Regions from separate parts of the Mus musculus genome. Here regions 2, 3 and 4 are each linked to region 1. A link is a contact called in public Hi-C, HiChIP or PLAC-seq and Micro-C data. All regions are on one chromosome and are shown on one strand. Each heading gives the region's core, a stretch centred on a gene start, on an enhancer-like site or on the middle of the called end of the contact. The rest is flanking DNA. Distances are from core to core; before and after follow the strand shown. Region 1 holds the start of Slc25a39 (solute carrier family 25, member 39). Region 2 holds the start of Meioc (meiosis specific with coiled-coil domain). Region 3 holds the start of Mpp2 (membrane protein, palmitoylated 2 (MAGUK p55 subfamily member 2)). Region 4 holds the start of 4930417O22Rik (RIKEN cDNA 4930417O22 gene).

Region 1 (4,210 bases), core at 1,545-4,044:
ATACTCCCCCACCCCCAGGCTAGCAAGAGGCTGGGACTGGGACCCAGAAGGTCAATGGTTAGTTGTGCTCACTTCGGGCGAGGGCACCAGCCACCATGGGTGCGTAGAGGTCAGAGGTCAAGGACTGACCACACAGGAAGGCCTTGAGTTGGTCGTAAGCAGTGAAGTAGATAGCAGTAGCTGGCACGGTCATCACCCTGGGAGTATGGAGAGGCCAGGAAAATCACTTAAGGGCTCCCAAACCTCTCAAGCACCCCCTTCCCTACCCAGCCATGACTAGGGTACTCACAGGGTGGCTGGGAGGCCGCTCCACAGGGTCCTAGTGCCCTCATGCCGCACAATCTTCACAAAGGCATCCTGACCAAGCCAGCAGGCAGCCCAGGGAAAGAAGACAGAGATGAACAAGGCCTGCGATGGACTGGCTCAGCCTCTGCCTAGAGTCTTGCTTGAGTCCTGAGAAGAGCCAGTTAGCTCTACACTCACACCCCACTCCACGCCCCCCAACTTGGTTCTAGGTGGACTCCTAGTCCACCCCTTAAACCTTAAGGAAGTGGATGGACGTTGGTGCTACACATCTTTAGTCTCAGCACTCGGGAGGTGGAGAAGGTGGATCTCTGGGAGCTTGAGGCCAGCCTGGTCTATTACAAGAAGAACCCTATCTACCACTACCCCCCACACACACACAAACCTAAACAAACAAACCACACAAACCCCCACCCCCACCCCCAAAACCACAAAAAGCAAAGAACAAAACAATTCCATAGTAAAGAACTTTACTAGTGTGTATTACGCTATTAGGTCCTGTTTTTGATTCTCAGCATCAGGACCAAAAAGCTTTCTGAAGGAACAGCCTCCCAGGTAAGCCCTTCCTACACTGAACAACCACCCCATTTGCTTTCCATTCCCCACACCGGCAGCCTAGCCAAATCCAAATCGAGTCCCTCAGAGACACATTGATTCTGCTCCTTACCAAGGTGCCAGTGAACCGTGTGGGGTCCTGAAACCAGGTGGCACAGCGGGTACCATTTGGGCACAGGTACAGGGGCTCCAGGACTCCATTGCAGTATAGGAGGCACTTCCCTGGGGACTGTAGAGCGGAGGATGCTGGGAAAGGGAACGGACATTAGGGTGGAAGGGCCTGGAGCCTTGCTGGGTGACATAGCTGGGTCAATATGTGGCTATTCCAGTGTCAGAAAGCTGACTAATGTGGCCTCAAAGTATGGGGGGGCAGGAGGGGATCTCGAGAGAGGGTTTCTCTGTGTAGCCCTGGCTGTCCTGGAACTCACTCCATAGACCAGGCTGGCCTCAAACTCAGAAATCCGCCTGCCTCTGCTTCCCAAGTGGGACATTAAAGGTGCGCACCGTGCACCACCACTGCTGGGCTCATGTACTACTCTATGATCATGGGTAACCCAGGTACTCGAGGGATACTCAACACTTCTTCCCTGGGCCCTCCCAAGGGCCTGGGGCTTGGGGCACTCACATTTGGTGTAGGAGAGACTCCAGAATCTGGAGGGAGTTGTCAATTCTGAAACACAAAGGTCAGCCCTGGTGGTCAGGAATGCAGCCTCCCCCACTAGAACCCCATCTCTGGGAAATCCTTATTTTGTCAGGCAGCTCGCCTTGATCTGGTACTCACCGCTGGTTGCCGAGGGTCTCTGAGACTGAAGGCGGACCTTCACCACATCCAGGGGTGTCACTGGGGAAGGAGGTAGGTCTGAAGGTTCCTTCAGGACACCACTCACCCTCTTCTTTATCAGAACCAAACTGCCTCCAACCTTTAGCCCACATTAACCCCCAGCTGCCCCATCCCCCATCTCCCCAGGTCTTACTGAAGAGGGAGGTGACCACAGCCCCGGCTCCTGAGGCCACCATTTGCTGAAGGGGGCTAATGCCCCCAGGGTCCTGATCATCCATCTTGGAATTTCAATCCTGAAAACACACACCACAGTCAAATGGAGCTTACCCCCTGACAAGGCAGGCCTGAGTGGGGGGAGTGGGGAGCAAGCATGAGCTAAGGTGCTCTGGGACTTTAACGACAGCGCACTCAGGTCTCATCCAGAGTTTGCCTCTATAATCTTTAAAATCTAGAAATGTGCTCACTTTGCCGAGGGGAAAACTAAGGCTCAAAGGTTGCTGTGACCTTCAAGGTTACGTCATTCGTTTGGAAAGAAGCTAGAATAGCCGTCGGCCAAAGACAGTGATGGCTATTTTCTCAGCCACATGCTCCTCCAGACCAGAGGCCGAAAGATCAAACACCTGAGCCCCTCCACCCAACATCTGGGCGGACACATGAGCGCCCCGGGCGAGGAGAGGTCGAGTCGGGCACCGAGAGAAACGTGTAAACAAATCTGCTGATAGAGGAAGGTCCACCTTCCTTCCCAAGATTGCTGGCCCTCCCCCACACTGCCTGCCTGGGGCCAGAGAGGACAGGCCGTGAGGCCTGGATGGCAGGACATTCTCTGTCTGCCTCCTCTCTCTCTTAAACACAAGCCGCGGAGATGGAAGCAGAGACCTAGTAACAAACCCTTTCACCGAGACTCGGCCGCACTCCATGCCCAGGCCCAGTAAAGGGGTTCACGGAGAGGCCCACCCCCTTCCCGCGGCCTCGATTCCCCTCCCAGCCGGGGACCCTCGGAGAACCCACTCCAGCCCAGGCCCGCCCACCTGGCTCGGAGCCGGTCCTTGCGCCGCGCCACGCCAGGGGCCTGGCGGGCCCATAGCGGCTCCGCGGCCGGTGCAGGGTCCGCGCGTGCCCGCTTCGCACAGCGGCCGCCCGGGAGAGCGGTGAGACCGGCTCCGCCCCCAGAAGGCGAAGCCCCGCCCCGTGGCCGACCGGCCGCGCGCACGGAGTGCAACGAGCTCCGCCCACTCGCGGCCCTCCTCCCACCCCCCCAGTTCCGCCCTTGCGCCGCGGCCGCGTGGGCGGGTCGCCGCGGCCCCGCGCTCCTTGCGGCCGGCAGGTCAAGGTCGCCGACTGGACGGCGCTTGCACCCGGCTCCAGTAGCTCTCCTCTGCCCACGCCCTGCAGGAGTGTTGTCCGGGGAGTCCAGACCTGCGATCGCTGGAACTTTCCTGACCGCTTGGGTATTGCTGCTCCGCGTCCTTTTACGAGGCAGCTGCCGCGAGGGTCGGTTCTTCAAGGTCATCAGAGTGTGGGACAGCAATGGCAAACATCTGCCCACTTAGCTCCGTGGCGGGAGTTTACGATTTATGGCGAGCCTGTTGGCTGGAATCACCATCCTCTTTTACGGATGATGAAACGGGGTTGCAACCCCAGAACGCTTTATGACCTGCAGGGCAGCCTTGTCAGCCGACCTGCAACCTGGGCTAGACGTGGTGTGGCCCTGGGCAAATTTACAGGACCTCTTTGGGCCGAGGACACAGAGAACGTAGAGCAAGAAAGAAAACCAGTGTTTCGCGACAGATCTTAGACTGTTACCACTTTTAATACTTAGAAGTTTTTTGTTTCTTTCCCCCAAGACGATCTACGTAACCTTTGCTGGCATAGTTTCCAATGTAGGCCAGAAATGGCCTCTACCAAAACTTTTCATAGTAGGTAATTACAGACGTAGGTACCCCCATTTTACAGAAAATGAAATGGACTCAAGTTAAAACTTTTGCCGCTGCCTTCCCCGGTGGGCTTGCAAACAGCGCTGTTTCCGCACCAGCTCAGTACCCGGCACCCCACCGCCCGCCTCGCCTCTAAGACTTCCAAGCTAAAACGGTGTTAACAGAAACTGGAACACGCGGTGTGAGGCTGCACCTTTAAGAAGAAAAGGCCGCGGCTTTGACGTCACTACCGTCTCCGCCCCTCAGTCCCCAACTGGTTGCAGACCGCGCTGGAGCCGCCCAGCCAGCCCAGCTAGCACGTGGATTCCAAGTGGCCAACCATAACTTTACCCTGAGAAAACCCTTTCGGCATTTCCATGGCTCGGATCCTCCAGCTTTGGGGGCGGAGTGAGAGCAAACGGGTAGTTAGGAAAGCAGCCAATGATCAAAAGGCCCGGGCAGTCGGTTGGCCGTGAGGCAGAGGCGGCAGGAGAGTCACGAGTGAAGTGTCGCTTGTGCTGCCCTGTCCTATCCTGTGTCCTCTCACCCCAAACCTGGCTTAAAAGTAACACAAAAGCTGGGCATGGTGGCGCACGCCTTTAATCCCAGCACTTGGGAGGCAGTGGCAGACGGATTTCTGAGCTCGAGGCCAGCCTGG
Region 2 (3,953 bases), core at 1,152-3,651, 260 kb after region 1:
CACATGTCTACTTACCACAGATAGGGAACTCCTGACAGTCCAAAGTACCAATACCACCAAAGTCCAACTTGCTGAACCAATGAGTTTTATTGGGGTTACTTACAAGAATATGGGTGAGGGGTTACTTATGGGAGCAGAAATGATTTAAAGAGAGCTGATTCACCAAGAACCACCCCAGCATGTGTGACAGCTCACAAAGCTGGGAACGTGGCACACAATGCAGCCTGCGGGCAGCTAAACAAATTGAAAACTGTCCTTTCCAGTTGGTCTAAACCTCTTCCAGGCATCTTAGCTGGTTTCTGCTTCTCCCAGGCAGCAGTCTGGTGTGGGTTTGGCTTTTTTAAAAAATTGTTTATTTTTGGTAGGTTGGCTGTTCTGAGAGAGACTCTGAGCTTTTATGGCTTAATCTGGTGAGGAAGGGCCCAGTGACTCTGGTCAGGTTCGGGGACTTCCTTCAACCCTTCTGAGTTGTTAGCCTTCCTGCTTAAGGGGCTTCCCTGCACGATGGAATGTTTCAATCTCCGAGGAAACTGTTATGGAATAGCTTCCATGTGGAGGCCAGACACCTACTTCAGGTTTCAAAACTCAGATGCTAGCCACCTTATACTTAGACATTTTGTTTTGTTTTTTTGAGACGGGGTTTCTCTGTGTAGCACCAGCTGTCCTGGTATATGCTCCATAGACCAGGCTAGCCTCAAATTCAGTGAACTGCCCCACCCATCGATCATTTTTTAAGTTTAAGAATTATATCAGAGTCAGGCAGTTGATGCATGCTTTTAATTCCAGCACTTACATCAGAGGCAGGTGGATCTCTGTGAGTTTGAGGTCAGCCTGGTCTATAAAGTGAGCCCCTGGAAAGCAAGGGCTATGTAAAGACTCTCTAAACAACAACAAAATTTTTTTTAATCTATTATATGGGCATATATGTGTTTATCATGTTTATCATTAGGATATATATGTGTATGGAAGTAGATGCAATACAGAACACATGGGGAGACCAGCAGACAACTTGGTGGAGTTGATTCTCACATTGCATGATGGCTCAAACTCAACCATCAGTCTTGCTTTTACCTATTGAGCCATCTCACTGTCCCCCACCTTGTCTTTGGAGATAGGTCCTTGCTGAGGAGGTACACTGGTCGGCCAGTGAGGCCCCGTGATCCAACTGGACCTCCCAAGCGCTGGGATTACACATTTATCACACCTGGGATTTTTTTTGCCATCGGTTTTGAAGATGAGACTTAGGTTCTCATACTTGACGGCAAGTAATTTACTATCACCCCAACACCAAATCTCTTTTTTAAAGTTTGTGTGTGTGTGCCCATGCGCACGTACTTGCCCATTTGTGTCTGTGTTGGAAGCCAGAGTTTGATATGGTGTATTTCCTCTGTCATTCCCCATCTTGAGTTATAGATGGTTATGCATCTGAAAAAACCGTCAGGTCTGCGTGGGCCAGTAAACTCATCCCCCTAATCTACCTCATTAGTGCCCGAGCTAAATGATTAATCCGGTGCGTCTCAAATTTTGATTTGAAGTGCAAACACCCTTAAAACGCCTGTGTTTACTCCTTTAAAATTTCAGTGCCCCCCTTCTCCGTGCTCGCGCATACACACATTTTTGAGGACTTTGCATTTTTCTAAGACCCTAATCAGACTATGTCATCATCTCGTAAGGTCGCCGGAATAGCTAGAAAACAGCAAACTATTTTTAGCTAAATTACTATTACTAGCTAAATAACAACAACAAACTCAAAACAAAACAAACAAAAATTCAGGGTGAAGTTTCCTTGAAAAGTCATATTCATATTTAATAGTCAAAACACCTTCACCCTAAAGGAAACCTGGTCCCAGGACAGCGGACAGCTCTCACCATTTAAGCTCTACAAGGGTTTCGTTTCTTTGCCCTCTGAAAAAGGCTACAACAGTCTACTGGGCTGGCGGCTCTGTAGAGTTCTGGGAACTAGGGGCGGAGAACAAGACCCAAAACGAAGATGTTGGCCTCGGGTGCCCTCGGGTGCCGGGCGGAGGGCTTTCGGGTCATCGGCCTGTTGCTGTGCGATTTCTCTAATCTCCCAACCACCGCTACCAAGCCAGTAGGCGCGCGCGCCTCCCATCAGCCAATCAGCGGGCCTGTGCTCGTCCGTTCTGGCCAATCCCGAGCGAGCTTCCTTTGAGCGGGAAACATCTTCAGCCCTGGCCTGAGAGCAAGCCTAGGGCGAAGTCGGCTAACTGCTCCTTCTTAGTCTTGTCTCTGGGGGGGCAACAGACCCTGGAGGCGGTCGCCCATTGGCTGGGCCGCGGGCCAATGAGGGGTGCGAGATGAGGGGCCTCCTGGGCGTGGGCGTGGGCGGGGCGCCGGCGGCCGGTGCCTAGTCGCGAGGCGCGGGGAGCAATGTAACGGCCTCTTCGTCGCACCGTCTCGGCTCGGCCCCCCACCCACAGAGCGGCTCCTGGCAGCGCCGACGGCGGCTGCGGCAGCGGTAGCGGTGGGGTGCGGGCTGAGGGAGCTGGGCCTCGACGTCCTCCCTCACCCCCGTACCCCGGGAGCTGTTAACTAGCTCAGGAGGAGCTGGGGGGCCCCCATGGAGGTGAGCGGCGGAGACACCTGCCGGCCCCGTCACCCCCAAGGCCTGAGGGAGGGACCTGAGGTAACTGGCGGGGGTCGGGGGGACTTCGAGGATGGCAGCCCCCGGGAGAGACGCTGAGGAGAAGGCGCGTCCCTCAGCGTGCTTCTTCTTTAAGGAGGCCCGGGTGGTGGCGGGGTGGCGACACGGGAGATTACGGGTCGCGGGTGGGGGAGCCCCAACATGTCGTCGGGCCGAGTCGCGAGTGGGGGAGGGTTGCGAAGTCGCGAGTCTGGGCGAGGGTTGACCTCCCAGAGGCTTCAGAGCGGAGGCGCCACCTCGGTCAGCCAGTCGCAATGGCGCGGAGGCGTCTGTCAGGGCCGTCGAGGGCCGCTGCCGCCGCCGTCGCGCGTCTCAGAGCTGAGGCGCAGTGACGGGGTGGGGAGGAGGGCTTGAAGAGGAAACGAGGGAGCGGGGTTGGGGGGCCCGAGTTAGTGTCCCCTAAGGATCTGCAGTTAGACGGCCCAGGCTACAGCCCCAGCTGCGCGGCGCTCCGTGACCACCCGGCTTTTCCCCCGTTTCCGAGCAGCCGAAGGTGGCGGCGGCCGCGGCGGCGTTCCGTGGAAGCGCGAATCGGTGCTGGAACCTCAGCGTCGACACCAGCAATAGATTATCCGACGTCTTCAACAGCATGATGCTGACCGGCTCGGCGCCCTTCTATGATTGCTACAAGTCTCAGGTCCATTAACAAATTCAAGACTTTGCTCGTCCTCCCCCCAGCCCTCCCCCCCCAACCCTCTCCCCACCCCGCCCCCCAATCCTCTCCCCACCCCGCTCCCTTTGTAGTTTCCCCACCACCAAACGCAAACCCAGGACCTTCAGCTCCAGTCCCATACATGTTAAAAAAAACTCCAGTCAGAATTAGAAGCTGGGGAAAACGGGCTTCTTTTACTATTATTATTATTAAGTTCTGTATAGACACCAAAATTTTTTAAATTATATATACATATATATGTATATATGTGTTTATTTTATGGTGGTTTTATGGTGGAGGGGCCACAGAGACGTGGCATGACAACAGATGGAGGTTGGAGAACTTTTCAGTTCTCAGCGTCCACCACGTGGGTCCTAGGGATTGAACTCAGGTCCTCAGGATTGAACTCAGGTCCTCAGGATCAGCAGCAAGCACCCTGCCGCCCAACCGACTGGTCCAGAGGAGAATATTTTAGAGTTTGCACAGTACACACTTGGTTTTGGACATGGGGAAAATTTTTTTTTAATTTAAAAAAGAAATTTAAGCCAGGCAGTGTTGGTGCACACCTGTAATTCCAGCACTCGGGAGGCAGAGGCAGGCAGATCTCTTGAGTTCGAAGCCAGCCTGGTCTACAAA
Region 3 (4,224 bases), core at 596-3,095, 320 kb before region 1:
CTCTCTCTCTCTCTCTCTCTCTCTCTCTCTCTCTCTCTCTCTCCTCTTCCTCCTCCTCTTCGCTCTCCCTCTCCCTCTCCCTCTCCCTCTCCCAAGCCTAAGATAATGACAGCTCCAGAAACCAAATGACAAAGGTGAGGGATACGATTCCCTTTCCTCCCGGATCTTTTCCAGAAAAATCGAACTTGCAGAGAGAGAGAGAGAGAGAGAGAGAGAGAGAGAGATGAGGGGAACCCCTTTCACGCTAGCACCACTGGTTAAAAGAAATGTCCAGGTTACACTGTGCCAGCGCCAGTGTCCCCTCTGTCAACTCCATGTCCTTATTCCTAGAGAGCAGGGGACAGCTTCTCAGGCCTTGGGCCATACTCCCCACTAGAGGTGCTTGCTGTGGTTCCTCTTTTCCTGGAGCAGGGAAACGGGGAAGAGCCAGGGAGGAGCCTGTGTGAAACCCTAGGCCCAGGAGTCCTGCCCAGTAAGCCTGGGTCTGCTCCCTGAGGAGTTGGTTCCCACGGCGTCGGCTCGCTCTGCCCCACCCCCACCCAAGCCTCTGAGAGGGCGGGGCCGCCCGTGCCCACAGGAGAACGGCAGTGCCAGGCAAGCTAGCCTGGTTCCGTGCCAAGGTCCCCGGGCCCAGTCATCACGAAACCAGCATCACGGCGCCCAAAAGCCTAAACCTAAGGCCCTCCCACTCCCACCTCCACACGCACATCCGCCACCAAGCTATCCAACCCCCGTCCCCCGGGTGTGTAGGTGAAGCCCGCCAGCTTCAAAGAGAGAGATTTCCTCCATCCTCCCACCCACCCCCGCTCCATCGGTGCAGACTCAGAGAGGTGCGAAAGACGAACGCCTGACAAAGGCACTTTGGAGCCGGACACGGTTATGGGGAGAACTGTAGATAACTGAGGACTGGAGGATGGGGTCTAGGGAGCCGGCGGACGTGCCCGCACTCACAATCAGATTGCCCCCGCCCCTTCAATTCAGCCCTAACCCGCCGGGCGCTAGGACCTAGGAAGGAGGGGGCGTGTTGCGAGCCATCAAAGAAGGTTCTTTGCTTGCGTGCCCGCCGGGACTAGGGGATGAGGTCACTGAATGACTGCCCCCCCCCACGTCCCCCAGGTCTTCATTCCCCACTACCCCTTAGTTGACCTAACTTTCTGACCCTGGCTCCTTGCTTCTGGTGCTGATTCCCTCTGGAATCCCCATACCTTAAACCCTGGCTCCAAAACCCTGCAACCTCCTGGACCTGGCCTGGCACTCTAGGTTAGCAGACCGCCCCTCTCCAGAACCCTCTCTCAGGAATGACTGAGGTGTTGGTCTCTTGGGGTGCAGGGTGCCAAGGGACCCAGTACAATCTTAGTCTAGCTCCCCCAGGGCCGGAAACGCCAGTAGCACGGCTCTTACGTAATGCCGGGATCCGAAGTCCCCCCCCCCCCCCAACCCAACACAGACCCTGGAGAGGCCGCGCAAATACCTGTGCTCCTCTCAGCTCAGCGTCTCTGTGTCCGGTGTCCCTCTGGAGCCCTCATCGCTGGCATGGGAACCAGCATCCCTGGGATGAGGGGTTCGGTTCTCCCTACCGGCATCACACACAGAGAGCCCAGTGCTGCAGCTGGAGAGGGAGTGGGGCGACTTGGGGAAGGGGCCCAGGAGTTTGGACCTGGAGAATAGGATCCCCAAGTGTAGGTGATAGGTCGAAAAGGAGGCAAGGGTTCTGAGGTGGGTGCTGGCCCAGGGGCCTAGGAATACCTACCTGCGTTTTGGGGAGCCCCTAGCTTGGGGCGATTCCGCGCAGCCCGGCGCTCCGCGGTTATTGCTTGTCAATCGCTAGCCGCGCTCTTAAAGCGGCAAGGTCTCCTAGGAGCGAAGGGGCGGAGACAGAAAGGAGAGGGCTGGGACACGGAAGGGACGCGGCAACCTACGGTCCACTGTAAAGTAATCTCCCAGGAGCAGGCGGGTGGGCGGGGAAGTGGTGGTTAACAGGCACCGCAAAGCCCACGACCCCCAACTCTGAGCAGGACCAACGTGTGTTACTTGGCGCGTAGGAATTCTTTAAAAGGGCGATGATGTTTAATAAAAGAAAGGGGGGGAAACTGAGCGCGATGGGATCACCCCCCTTAACGGGACCGCTTAGTCCAGCGTACCAGTCCCCTGAACGCTTCGTCTGTCCTTTCCTAACACAGTTTTGGAAAAGCAAGGGGACATCAGGACACTAACTCTGGTAGGGGATAAGCCTGGGGGTGGCGTTATAGTCATACGGCACATGCCTGCTTCTAAGAAAATTTGAAGAAAAACAGAAAATTTAAGAGAGTGGGACTGTGTTTTTTCATGAAAGGGACCAAGATCCTAATTTTAGCCTTGACGCGGGAAGTTGATCCTTGCCTCTGTTTAAGGCACAAGAGCAGAAGAAACAGTCTCTCCCTCCTAAATCCCGTTTCAACAAATAAGTAGTGACGGCGTCCGGCTCCATTGGTGGGTTGAACGTGCAGGAGAGGCCCTAGATTCTATTTCAGGCAGCAAAACGAAGAAAGCAAAGGGTTAAGCCCGCTAGCCCGCCTTGCTCAGCCTCTGGCTCCTCCCAGACCTGCTAGTAAAAGATACTGCACAGCCTCAGACTATTGGTGGCCCCAAGTGGAAAACAGCCTTCATTCAGTCTGTGCAAGCCGGGGCCTTCCCTGACTTGGGTGCCCCCTAACCCCTCCGCTACCCTATGGAATAGGCGCTCGGTGGGGAGCGGGGCGTTTATATCTTCCTCTTATAACTGAGCTTCTAAGATCCTGGAAACTTGCTTGGAAATCTCGAAAATGAATTGACTTGAGGATTCATGTCTAGATGTGGTCCCAGCCGACCCTGTTAGCAAAGGGAAGCAGTTGGGAATTGGTGTAGGGAAAAGCCAGCGATGGGTCAAAATGCTAAAGGCTGTTAAGTAGCCCACGTCTCTTATTCCTTAGAGAAGAGAAAGTTTTGTAGCGACCCCAGATGGTGGTGGTTGGAACTACAGGCTTCTGTCTGAGGAAAAAGGCTTCCAAACTAGATCTTCCTAATTAAACTCAGGACAAGAGGTCTCCTTCCTCGGAGACTCCCTTGGATCTTACCCACTCACCTCTGCTTAGAGAATCTGTTTGCACTTAGTTGGGTGGGGGAGAGAAATCTTGATTCCTCCCAAAACTTCTCAAATATTACCCCCCATAGCAATTCACAGCAAACTTACTGCATCCAGGATCCCAAGGACACAGTGGGATTCAAGTTCTAATCCACCTAGTGTATTCCAACTCACTATTCTTACAGTCTGACCCCCCACCTATGCACACACACACCTTACATTTGATTGATAGTTTCCTGCAATAGTCCTGTGAGATTAGTGGATGGAAACATTTATCAACAAAGATTACTATGTTCCTGTTTGTTGAAAATGAGGCACCGGTTTCTGTGAACCTAACATACTGGGGCAAGGGTTGGGAAGAGGTGTGTCCTAGAGACACATAGCATGAAGACATGCTATTCTAGTGGTGTGGTTAAATGTTTTAACACATTGCTCGAAGCTGAGCACAAAGCCGTCCCTACCCAGCTCTGGACTCTACCGAGCTTCCTCTCCCTGTAGTTCTAGGGGCTGCACTGCCCCTGGGAAGAATGCTTGCTCCTGATGCTGGTCTGTAGTACACCTGTCTTTCTCAGAAGTCACAAGGGTGCAGGCAAGGCTTTACTTCAAATACTTTTTTAAAATTAATTATATATATATATATATATATATACACATACATATATATACATACATACACACACACACACACACACATATATATATATATACTGTAGCTATCTTCAGACACACCAGAAGAGGGCAATGGATCCCATTACAGATGGTTGTGAGCCACCATGTGGTTGCTGGGAATTGAACTCAGGACCTCTGGAAGAGCAGTCAGTGCTCTTAACAATTGAGCCATCTCTCCAGCCCCCAAACACTTTTTTTTTCTTGTGGTGGGTGTTCAGATCACAGCTTTGAGAATCAAGACAAAAAGAGAAAAACAGCAACAACAAAACCAAAACCCAAAACCATCACCCCACTGTTGGCCAGCAGGAGCCCAGTCTATTCACCCACATTCATGAACACACACACACACACACACACACCTGCAACTCCCCAAAGCTTCTTCTGGAAACCTTTTCTATTTGCTATACCACTCTGGAAAAAGAAGTTTGGAGACATCAGTGTACAAATAAGAAAAA
Region 4 (4,552 bases), core at 891-3,390, 460 kb before region 1:
TGGACAGGAGCCTAGGGCTTGCCACACTCTCACCTGATGGTCCAGAAGAGGTGGCATGCCCAGTAGGCTACTCTTCCTCTTTTGGATGTGTAGAATCACAGAGCTTGAGCTGGTGCCAGACAGGGGGTGGGGGGCAGATGTGGAAGCTGGCAAGCCCAGAGCTATGGGAGCCAGTGTGATGGCCCCTGTTTTAGTTCCAACTCATCAACCATTGTTGAAAAGCATCCTTGAGGCTGCCTGTCTCCACACCACAAATCCCCACCTCCCTAAACAATGGTACCCGAGGTGACTCCAAGACATCACCTCTCATGTGGCTCCCACTGCAGCACCTTGGGCGCCCACCTGGAGCCCCTCAGCGGAGGGCTGCTACAGTCACGCTTTAAGCCCCTCCATGGGTCTGATCCTGTATTCCTCCACTTAGCAATCTCTGGTACCTCATCAGGGCTGCCAGTGTTCCTTAGGAGGCGAGGCATTTGTCTTGGACCCTCTCTGGATGCTTCTGTCCAGACCATTGGCAGGACTCCACACTCCGACTCCATACTTGTGCCGTGACCTTCTATCTGGGTCCATTCTTCACCTTTTAAGGACTGGGGAATTTTTTTTTAAATACATAATCTGGATTTTAGAGTCTCCAACAAAAGCAATACCATGTATAAGGGTGTATAAATAGAATTACTTTTGACAGTAACTATTGCTAATAAGTGGCATAAAGTCATCTTTATATCTTATATAGGCATAAGTCATCTTTCTGCCTATATGAGGCAGATTTGTCCTTTGTATAAGAATTAGAAAAGTTTTGTAAAAGCAGAAAACACACACACACACCACCACCACCACCACCACCACCACCACCACCACCACCAGCACCACCAGCACCACCAGCACCACTGCCACCCAGACACAGCTCAGTCAGGGCCAGCTGATGTGGTAGGGCTGCCTCAGAACCCAGCTGGAGTGTGATTTTAAATTCAGCTTCCTGGACTCAGCTTCGGAACTGCCTGTCAGAATCCGGGGAGCAAAGCAAAGGCCTGGAAATGTGAATTCATCCCAGCTCCCCTGCTGACTCTGAGGTACCCCAAACTGCTAATTTCATTGGCTTCCTTGTAATCGTTTGACCAAGACATTAGAGGTCAGGAGAAGGGAGAAAGAAGGTGGTAGATTCAGGAGGGAAATGGAGAGAATGAAGGAGATTTCTAGGACATAGAAGCCAGACTGGGCCTGTGCTGGTTGGAGAACCAGAGGCTAGGCTGAAGGTTTGCAGGGCTGGGTAGCATGGAGGAGCTGTGGTGAAGCCAGGGTCCAGGGTACAGCACCAGAGAGGTTGGACTACTTAGCTGGCCGGATGAACAGAAGCAGGGGTGGGTGGGTGAATAAACTGGTCCCACGGTGACTTTGTAGTGTGTGTCTTTATCTCCCTAGAGAGAAAGAAAAGGGCAGGGGAAGAAATTTAGAGGGAGTTTATGAATGACGGAGATTTAAAGAAAAGCCTTTGCTGGAAAAGGCATGCAAAGTACAGAGGAGTCAAGATGAAGAAATAGAAGAAGTTGAAGCCTTAGTGGGGGTGACAAGAGCGTAGCCAGGAGACTAAGGAGAGGGAATGTTGGTGTATGTATGTATGTGTGTATGTATTTATTTTTTTATGTATGTATTTGTGGAGGGTGTTCAGGTGTGTGCATGTGTTTGCCTGTGTGTGGATGTATGTGCATGTGTGTATTTGTGTGTGTGGAGACAAGAGGTTGACCTTTGATGTTCCATCTTGTTTCTTGAGACAGGGTCTCTCACTGATTACTAATTAGGCTGGGCTGTCTGGCCAGGAGCTTTAAGATCTCTGCTCCCTGCCTTCCAGGTGCTGGAAATACATCCATGTGCTGGGAATTGAACTCCAGTTCTCACGATTTTGCAGCAAGCATATTACCAACCAAGCCATCCCGCAGGACTCAGTGAGCTCATATTTAAATGACACCTTGGTGGCCATGGTAACAGTGGTAGCGGAGTGACCAATGGCCCACCTGCCAAGACTACGGTGCTGCTTTCTAGGAACTAAAAGGGCAAGGTGGATGAGGGCGGAAACCGGATGGATGAGGACTAGTGGGCAGAGACAGCGGATAAGGGACCAGGTGGAAGCTAACTAAACCGGAAGTGGAATCTTTTCCTGAAGGGAGGGCTAGATGACTCCCTGAAGAGCCTTCCCTATCCCAGGTATGGATGACATTTTAAAGAGTCACCCGGCGCACACCATCATCAAAAGTTGGCAACTTCGTTTTACCTCCGGGTCTCCTTTCCGAAAGGAAAAGGCACCGGGGCTGGCAGAGAGCATGTAACTTAGACCGCCATCCCTGGTTTCGTGCCGGCACACGGTCCAGCCACATTTTTAGAAAAACGTTCCCTTTTAAATTTGACTTGTCTTACTTAGCCAGATTGACAGGGCGGGGGTGGATAAGTCCCTATGAATAGTGAGCACACGTGAATGAGGAGACTCATTATCTTAAATTGAGACTGGTTTCTAAGAAAAAGAGAAAGGGGAAAAAGTCACTGGGCCGACAGCTTCCCCCCTTCCCCCAGCCCGTAGAGGACCAGGGCTTTGCCACCCTCCTCCCTGTGAGTACACAGACTCCACTGGGCCCCAGCAAGAGGAAGGAAACAGACAGAGGGAGGAAATCAAGAGATTAGAGAAGTTGACAGACGGAAATAGCGACTCAGGAGCCGCGCTGTCCCGGCCTCGTTCCCCAGGGAGCCTTTTGTACCACGGAATCTAGTTGCCTGAATGAAAAATGATATCATTTATTTCTTTTGTCCAGGTTGCACTGTTTTCTGCAGACACAGAAATAACCTAACACCGCAACACCCGACTGTTGGCCAAGTGATAGAGTTATCTGTCATCTTGGCCCTCAATAATGTCCTGAATAAACAACCACAGGCTTGGTGTTCTAGGGAGGGGCCCTGCTCCCCCATCCCCGTGATGACTCTGCAAAGAGGCTTGAATGAGCAGCTGGCCGAAGCCAGTGCTGCTAGCTTGAGAAGGAGGGTGACTTTGTAGATCACCAGCAACACGTGCATTCAGTCCACAAACACTTGCAAACTCTGACTCTGGCCAAACTTAGTGCAAAAGGCTTGCAACTACAGATGTGCAGAGATGGCTGTGTGTTGGCCAGAAGTCAATATCAGATATCCTCCCGGGTCACTCACCATATTGTCTTTTCAGACAGAGTTTCTCACAGAACCTGGAATTCAAACTCCAGGGCTCCACCTGTCTCTGCCCCTGAGGCCCAGTACTAGGAGTTACAGATGTGTGTCAACGGGCCTTGTTGTTACATAAATACTGGCAACCTAAAAGCTTGGCTTGAAGTTTATCTTTTAGATAATAGGGCACTGTGGTTTGAACAGGGAAGGGAAGTGGTTTTGTATTAGAACTGCCTTGGTTCATTTTCGGTGGTTAACTACCTGAGGCTAGTTAATTTATTTAGAGGTGTGCTTTTTTTGCTCACGACTCTGGAAGCCTAAGAAGATTTGTATGACTTCTGGTGAGGACCTTCATGCTGGATAACATCATGGTGGAGGTCATTACGCCGCCAGCATGTGCAATAACCAAGCCACTTTCTTAATAGCTCATTAATCCATTCATGAAGATTCTGTTTCCGGGATGCAATTGTCTCTTTCCAGATGGCACAATGGAGATGGGGTTTCAGCATAAGCTCTATCAGGGGCATCATTCCTTGGGGTCATGAAGAAACCCTACCTTATGTAGTGTTTAAAACTATCTTTACTTATTGGGGTTACACATAAGCCACAGCACATGTGTGGGAAGTTTGAGGACAACTTACGGGAATCTCTTCTCTCTCTCCACCATGTGGATTCCAAGACCAAACTTAAGTTGTCAGATTTTGTGGCAAGCACCTTTACCCCTAGAGCCATCTCAGTAGCCCTCCACCCTTTGTTCTCTCAGGAGACAAATGCAGATATCTTTCTTATAAATTGCAAGGGTGAGAACATAGAAAGAATCGAAATATCCACTCATGGCAAATGACTGGGCAGTGACATCTTCGTAAAATGGGACAGTGTCCAGTAGTTTTAAATGATCTGGCATGAGGCTAGAGAGATGGATCAACAGATAAGAGCATTTGGTGCTCTTGCAGAGGACTAGGTCTTGTCTATGGAGGTCAGAAGAGGCTGTTGGATCCCCTGGAAGCAGAGATACAGTTGAAAGCCATCATGTGGGTGCTGGGAATCAAAGCAAGATCTGAAGCAAGGGCAGCCAGAACTCTTAACTGCTGAGCCAGCTCCCTAGATCAGTTAATATATATATATATATGTTTTTTACTTTTTCCTTGATAATTGTATTTGATCATTCCCACCCTGATTCCTCTCCTCCAGATAAAAAAATACTGCCAGGCAAGAAGGGGCCTGTGGGAGAGACTCAGGCAGCCTCTCAACTTCCCCTAGGCTTGTCTGGATGCAGGAGATCTTATGGCAGAAGGCAGATCTTATGGAATCTCTGAGAGGCATGCATACAGGAAACGCACTAGTTTCTTGGGCTGAGAGGCAAGGTCCCAGC

The links. Hi-C and Micro-C count contacts between places; a contact is called where the count stands out from the background. HiChIP or PLAC-seq counts read pairs in DNA pulled down with a chosen protein or histone mark.
Region 2: a contact with region 1 is called in a Micro-C map of embryonic stem cells, with 3 times the contacts expected there. The contact joins the promoter of Meioc here to the promoter of Slc25a39 in region 1. A contact is called at or near these places in 7 of 39 promoter capture datasets (the 3T3-L1 cell line, the HPC-7 cell line, cranial neural crest and 4 more), 1 of 484 Hi-C or Micro-C datasets (embryonic stem cells) and 2 of 115 datasets of contacts at active chromatin or transcription factors (craniofacial prominence and pancreatic cancer cells).
Region 3: a Hi-C map of regulatory T cells shows a contact between it and region 1, with 6 times the contacts expected there. The contact joins the promoter of Mpp2 here to the promoter of Slc25a39 in region 1. A contact is called at or near these places in 1 of 39 promoter capture datasets (hippocampal neurons), 4 of 484 Hi-C or Micro-C datasets (embryonic fibroblasts, embryonic stem cells and regulatory T cells), 6 of 115 datasets of contacts at active chromatin or transcription factors (T-cell acute lymphoblastic leukemia, embryonic basal ganglia, embryonic stem cells and 3 more) and 2 of 9 other capture datasets (adipose tissue and pancreatic islet).
Region 4: a contact with region 1 is called in an H3K4me3 HiChIP or PLAC-seq map of bone marrow-derived macrophages, with 2.4 times the contacts expected there. The contact joins the promoter of 4930417O22Rik here to the promoter of Slc25a39 in region 1. A contact is called at or near these places in 2 of 115 datasets of contacts at active chromatin or transcription factors (bone marrow-derived macrophages and pancreatic cancer cells).

What each region holds. Positions count from the first base shown.
Region 1 is chr11:102,404,723-102,408,932 of GRCm38.p6, forward strand. Slc25a39 (solute carrier family 25, member 39) reads right to left here and starts at 2,795. Exons shown (of 12, transcript NM_026542.3): 1 at 2,668-2,795; 2 at 1,833-1,932; 3 at 1,640-1,699; 4 at 1,484-1,528; 5 at 971-1,104; 6 at 290-357; 7 at 73-197. The coding sequence starts at 1,917. Mir6930 (microRNA 6930) reads right to left here and starts at 265; the gene lies at 198-265.
Region 2 is chr11:102,663,184-102,667,136 of GRCm38.p6, forward strand. Meioc (meiosis specific with coiled-coil domain) reads left to right here and starts at 2,402. Exons shown (of 8, transcript NM_001127576.2): 1 at 2,402-2,647; 2 at 3,153-3,302. The coding sequence starts at 2,582.
Region 3 is chr11:102,086,670-102,090,893 of GRCm38.p6, forward strand. Mpp2 (membrane protein, palmitoylated 2 (MAGUK p55 subfamily member 2)) reads right to left here and starts at 1,846. Exons shown (of 13, transcript NM_016695.4): 1 at 1,751-1,846.
Region 4 is chr11:101,950,281-101,954,832 of GRCm38.p6, forward strand. 4930417O22Rik (RIKEN cDNA 4930417O22 gene) reads left to right here and starts at 2,141. Exons shown (of 4, transcript NR_045806.1): 1 at 2,141-2,199.